2 separate regions of the Oryctolagus cuniculus genome follow, and region 2 is linked to region 1. Evidence: chromatin contacts called from public Micro-C data. All regions are on one chromosome and are shown on one strand. Each heading gives the region's core, a stretch centred on a gene start, on an enhancer-like site or on the middle of the called end of the contact. The rest is flanking DNA. Distances are from core to core; before and after follow the strand shown. Region 1 overlaps CFLAR (CASP8 and FADD like apoptosis regulator). Region 2 holds the start of NDUFB3 (NADH:ubiquinone oxidoreductase subunit B3).

Region 1 (3,037 bases), core at 250-2,749:
TCTCAACCTCAGACCTCCAGAACCATGAGCCAAAAGGAAACTCTTTTCATTCAAGCCTCCCCAGTCTGCAGTACTGTGCTATTGGCCACAGAAAAAGGACTAAGTGTAAGGCAGCAGAAAGAGCAGACTTTGAGTCACACACCTGCCTTCCAGTGCCGACCTGAACACATTGTGGGCTGCACGACCTTCCCAAAGGGGATCGCCCAGATTTAGATAAAAGTGATGACAACCATGCCACGAGATGCCCTGAGGATTCAACAGCACAAATAAAGCCACTCCATGTGGCAGTGGTTGGTAGGGAACTCACTGGGGAAGTCTTGTGACCACTCCTGGCATAAGGAAAATGAGAATCAGCACGATCTAAGTCTACAGGTAGGCTCTGTCCTGTGCCCCTTGGCCTGGCCCATAGTTAAGGGTGAAGAAAATGGAATTATGACACCGAGTAATAATGAAGAGACACAAAAAAGGTGCTAGCATCTGTACACCTATAACCAACAAGCATCATAAGGAAATGGGGGACTGGGTTGACAGGTTGCTGACAGCCTATTAAGTGACACCCTCGCCCTCCTGAACTCTCCCTGGGGTAGAAAAGGCCTGGCTGCACTGTCTCCCAGCCATCTCCTCTGAGGGCTCCACTGGCCAGTCCCATGCTCAGGTGGTTACAGGACAATGAGAGAATCAGAACTGGGACACCATTCCCGTCACTACTGCTTTGCTGTGCAGGGCTCAACACGTCTAAGGACCATGTAATATTCTCTCCTCTAGGGGGCAGAAGCAAACAGGGAAACACCAGGCTCAAAGCTCTTTGGCTTCCTGGTTATCTGGGTCTGGTTCACTTTCCTCCAAACTCTCTCTTTCCTCCCTGACCGAAGCCCTTGAAGGGAAGAGTCACCAGGGTCTCCCTTTCTGTGACGGTGTGCAGGGACGGACGGGACAAGCACGTTCCAGGCCCTTCTGGCTCCTTGCTTTATTTGGGCTCCCTGTGGGTCCTGGCTGGAGAGGCCCTGGCCGCAGGCAGTGAGCACAGGGCGAAAGAGGAACCAGTCTCAGAATTACAAGATCTGAATTGAAGTCCTGGCTGCTGGGGTTAAGCCCCTTCTCCTAGGTCTGAACTTGCCTGAGCTTTGAAGGAGAGTGACCCTGAGGAGGCAGGCTAAGGAGGGATGGGACTCTGAAGTCCCAGGAAGAAAAATCCGTACCTGATCAAACAGGAGCGGGGGAGAAGGGAGACTAAGGCTGAATGTGAAGCCAAAAACCATGACCGAAAATGGCCGTGACCACACACAGGGGAAGAAACACGTGGGTGCTGAGTAGGGAAAATAAAACTTGAACAGACTGCAGCAAGTCCCACTTCTCCTTCTACACACCCTGGAAACCCCTTCCCCAACACAGCCCCGATTCTGTAAGTTTCAACTACTCTTTGGAAAATAACTGGGTGAAATGGTAGGGGAGAGGGGACATCCAGCCTTGTAGTTAGCACAGGGCTTATTAGCGAAAGGGCAGGGTCAGTGCTACTCAAAGGTTTGGGTGCTATGGAGGTAAAACTGCCAAAGCCAAATACAGTCATGAGCTGGCATGGACTCATTCATTAATTTAGAATTTATTTTGGTCTAATGAAGGCACATGTATGCTGACGCTTTCTATCAAAGTTAAATAAGGGTACAGGAGAAATGAGAAAGGGGGGCTGCTGCTCCAGTTCATGTGTAGTCATCTGCTGAGTATCCTCCGTGAACCCAGCTGGAGTCACTACCAAGCACAGGAGCAGAACACAAGGTGGGCAGGATATTCTCCGTGGTCCCAAGGTCAAAAGGTATATGGGAAATGTAAGGGTGACAAGGCCAAAAGGAGTTTCTTTACAGGAAAATTCTCAGACCTTTCAGTAGATTAGTAAGCATAGCAGGGACCGGCATTTTGCAGTAGCCAGTTAAGCCACTGCCCATAGCGCTGGCATCCCCTACAGGTACCCATTGGTTGTTCCGCTCCCAATCTAACTCCCTGTTAATGTGCCTGGCAAAGCAGCAGAGAATGGCCCAAGTGCTTGGATCCCTGTACCCACATGGGAGATCTGGAAGAATTCCCTGGCTCCTGGCTTCGGCCTGGCCCAGCCCTGGTCCTTGTGGCCATTTGAGGAATGAATCAGCAGGTGGAAGATATCTCTCTGTCTGTCTCTCCCCCTCTCTTTATTGCTCTTTCAAATAAATAAATAAATAAATAAATCTGAAAAACCATAGAAGATGAAGTTGAGGGGCTCCCGCTGTGGCCTAGCAGGTAAAGCCTCTGCCTGCAGTGCCAGCATCCCATATGGGCACTGGTTTGAGTCCTGGCTGTTCCACTTGTGGCCCATCTCTCTGCTATGGTTTGGGAAAGCAGTAGAAGATGGCCCAAGTGCATGAGCCCCCACACCCACATGGGAGACCCAGAAGAAGCCCCTGGCTCCTGGCTTTGGGTCTGCTCAGCTCCAGCCATTGTGGCCATTTAGGAAGTGAACCATTGAATGGAAGACCTCTCTCTCTCTCTCTCTCTCTCTCTAACTCTGCCTTTCAAATAATAAATAAATAAATGTTTAAATATATATATATATATGGTGAAATTTACTTAATCAGCTAATGGAAATTTGCAATGTCTACTAGAAAAATCTAAGTCTTAGCCTGTGTACAAAGTACAGGAAATTTTTCAAGCTTTCCAGAAATAGCCAATGAGGAAAAAAACACTTCCTCATACAATCTGCAAACATCATCTTTTACTTGGAAGCTTCCAAAACCACCACAGCTTCAGGCCAAGCTCCAAAGTCCATCTGCCAGGCACGTAAGACATTGGTTTCCACATTCCTAACAAGACTACAAGGTCTGGCACGCACACATGGGCCAGCACAGGCCTAGTCTGCTGGGTGACTGGCAAACACGGCACACAAAGGACTGGTTTTTAACTTCTGCCAAACTGAGACCATTAACCCCAAATCCCCGAGTGCTTATGTCTGCCTCAAGAAGGGGTTCCTAAGCTCTCTAAGGATTCTTTTTGAGAAGGACCCACCAAAGAA
Region 2 (3,037 bases), core at 359-2,858, 80 kb after region 1:
CTTCCCCAATGAAATTTTACCATCATAGGTATACTATATATCTGCTTATGTAATGTGGTCCTTTGCAGTGACACAAGCCATTGTACCAATTCCCCTCCCCAACCAATTCTCACCCCCTTGAAGGGTGATCACCCCTGTTGAGAAAGCAATGCTTTCTTTTTAAAAAAAAAATTTTTTTTTTGACAGGCAGAGTGGACAGTGAGAGAGAGAGACAGAGAGAAAGGTCTTCCTTTTGCCGTTGGTTCACCCTCCAATGGCCGCCGCCACCGGCGCATTGCGCTGATCCGAAGCCAGGAGCCAGGTGCTCCTCCTGGTCTCCCATGCGGGTGCAGGGCCCAAGGACTTGGGCCATCCTCCACTGCCCTCCTGGGCCACAGCAGAGAGCTGGACTGGAAGAAGGGCAACCGGGATGAATCCGGTGCCCCCACCGGTACTAGAACCCGGTGTGCCGGCGCCGCAAGGCGGAGGATTAGCCTAGTGAGCCGCGGCGCCGGCCAGAAATGCTTTATTTCTTAACCTGAGGTGTGGTTATGAGTATTTAAGGTGTTTACCTTAAAATGTAGGTATGTTTTATACACCCTTATGTTATGAATGCTTGACAAAAAATAAAATTAAAAAGTGACTTATATTGTGCCAAGGACTCAACAATTGATGATTATTTTGCTTTCAAAACTACTCAAATAAAAATAGTAAAAAAAATTAGTTCAACAAAGACCATGCCATCATACCTACGTCTCAAATGAACTTCTGAGTTTAGTGGTGACCAATCACCACTCAGGGGATCGGCTCTAGCACTGGAAAACTGCAGGCCTGCTTTCCCTAAGAAGATTAAGAGGACAATGATACTCCACTTCATGCGATTTCACCGTTCACCAAAGACTTTCCAATACGTAATGCAACTTCCACTCATTAAAAAAAAAAAAATGAGAATACTACAATATGAAAAGAAATCAATCGCTACCGCTTTCAGTGTCCCAGTCTCTGCTCTTACGTATATGCAACTTCAGAAGTTTGAATTCTAAACGTGGTGGATTTTGTACACCGCTTTTTCATTGTACCATATTTATACCAGAAGAATACTGCTGAAAACTATACAAGCTTGTGATGCAGGTTTTACCACTATTACTATTTTACATATTTTCGGGGTAGGGCCTGTTCTTCTGCCGTACTGGATCCAAAAGTAACCAAAACAAACAAACACGGGGTGGGGGTGGGGGCAGGGATGTTGCGTGCAGCAGAGACAAACTTAACTCCAGTAATTCTCATTGCGCGCTTCTCCAACCACCCCTCACTAACCCAGCTCTAAATTAGGACTTCATAGCTCTCCCCTGCTAGTTCTTCGATCTCCTTCCCTCTTGAGCTGTCCCCGCTAGGCACCCTCTCCATTTAGTCTCGCCCTTTCTGCCCGCCCCAGAACAGAGTCACCCTCTTATTTCTAGTCAAGAAGTCTCCCACCAACTCCCTAATTTACCTGACAGCAATCTGACCTCTCAGGACACTCCTCAACACTCCAGCCAGAGCCAACCGGAAGCGGAAGTTGTCACCGCGAGTCTTTTACGGCCGGAAAGCGGAGGAGCCAGTTAACGTTCCGGTACTTGGTCTCAGATTCCTGGGCCGGGGGAGATAACATGAAAGAGGCTGGGAGTCTGTAGTTTTCCCCACACGGGTGCATCCTCAGGCTGAATTAGGTAGGAGACACAGTTGAGGAGAGAAAGGTGGGAGGAGGAGATGTTTTCAGTGCTCGGAGACCGGAACCCTTAGACACTGCACAGAGGGGTAGGGCCGCGGACTTGGTGCAGCCAATGAGAGAGGCTGTTGTTGGGAGCGTGGACTCACCCAATGAGAGGGCAGGTTGTTGCGCTGCAGTTGGCTGGCTGCTGCGGGAGGCGGTGGCGGTAGAAAGCCGGAGACAGCGGGGTGACAGGTAGGCGGCGGTGCTGTCTTTGGGGGACGCAAAGTCTCGATGAACAGGATTTTTTTTTTCTCTTGCGGCGGAGACCCTAGCCGGGAGCTGACGAGGGTGGTTTGGGAAGGCGGTAGCCGGAGTCTTGGCGGCCCCGGAGCCTCCTGTAAACCAGGTAGAGCAGCTCGGGAGGGTCGTGAGGAGCAGAAGGCGGCTGCTGAGGCGGGTTAAAGGTGGGCTCCGCGGGGCAGCAGCAGGGCCTGCCTTAGGCGTGCGGGGCCGCGGTGGCGCTGGCAGAGAAAGAGAGCAAGAAAGGGTAGAGGCAGGGGCAAGACGGGGTAGCGAGGGCCGAAGGAATTCCTTGCACGAAGCCCCAGGCGAGAAAAGGACACGACATTGCAGACACCTGAGAGAAATCCTAGGGCTTGCCTGTTGGGGCCATTTCCCTGTGGTGGGGAGGGGAAGCGGAGGAGAAAGATATTTTCTGGTGGTCAGATAGATACTGGAGACTGGGTAGCTGTGTATTATGTAATCCTGGGCTGATATTTACCCACACAACTAGGCTGTCCCTCCTGGAAGAGGAGGTCTTGCGACCTATTGATGTGGCAGGACACTTGTTTCGTTGGCTTGAGTGCTTCCTACCCTGACGGGCTCTGTGGGCGAGGGCTGGTAGCGTGAAGGAGAGAGTAGTCACGAGCAGCTTATCCCAAATATGGGTTTGGGTTGAAATGAATGCTGCCAGCTTCATATTTTGTAGTTAACGACTTTGTTTCAGGAGTCAAGGCTGATAGCAGATCCATTTGTCTTTTTTTTTTTTTTTTTGGTGGGGGGTTGTCAATCTTCAGGAAAATGAGTGGCCTCAAAAATTGGTAGTCGCAGGAAAGTACAAGTTGGTCGATTTTTTTTTTTTCTCCTGGATGTTAGCGACTATGAAAATAAGGTGGTGGTCTGAATTGGGGAGGGAGTGGATATCAATTTTTAAGTGGTTTCCTTTGTAGGTCTTGAGAAGCTAATTGTAAATTATCTATTTCTTAGGTTTTAAAAGTATACTCCCTGAGCCTCTTGGACTGAGGTAAAATGTGTTTACAGACATAATTAGCTGTAAATTAGCTTGTTGCTAAGATGTTTTATTGT

Evidence for each region. Hi-C and Micro-C count contacts between places; a contact is called where the count stands out from the background.
Region 2: a contact with region 1 is called in a Micro-C map of ear pinna, with 4 times the contacts expected there. The contact joins the promoter of NDUFB3 here to the enhancer-like site in region 1. A contact is called at or near these places in 3 of 6 Hi-C or Micro-C datasets (ear pinna, skin fibroblasts and an unstated tissue).

The regions. Positions count from the first base shown.
Region 1 is chr3:38,855,567-38,858,603 of mOryCun1.1, forward strand. The region is part of intron 8 of CFLAR (CASP8 and FADD like apoptosis regulator); the gene reads right to left. Among named protein-coding and RNA genes, the nearest start is that of CASP10, 28 kb to the left of the region's middle. Within about 2 kb of position 1,500, at least 2 of the 8 cell types and tissues checked have an H3K27ac peak or open chromatin away from gene starts, as enhancers often do. A contact at or near this core is called in ear pinna, where this site is marked.
Region 2 is chr3:38,935,038-38,938,074 of mOryCun1.1, forward strand. NDUFB3 (NADH:ubiquinone oxidoreductase subunit B3) reads right to left here and starts at 1,609. Exons shown (of 5, transcript XM_051848303.2): 1 at 1,472-1,609; 2 at 729-819. HYCC2 (hyccin PI4KA lipid kinase complex subunit 2) reads left to right here and starts at 1,563. Exons shown (of 14, transcript XM_017343025.3): 1 at 1,563-1,924; 2 at 2,939-2,975.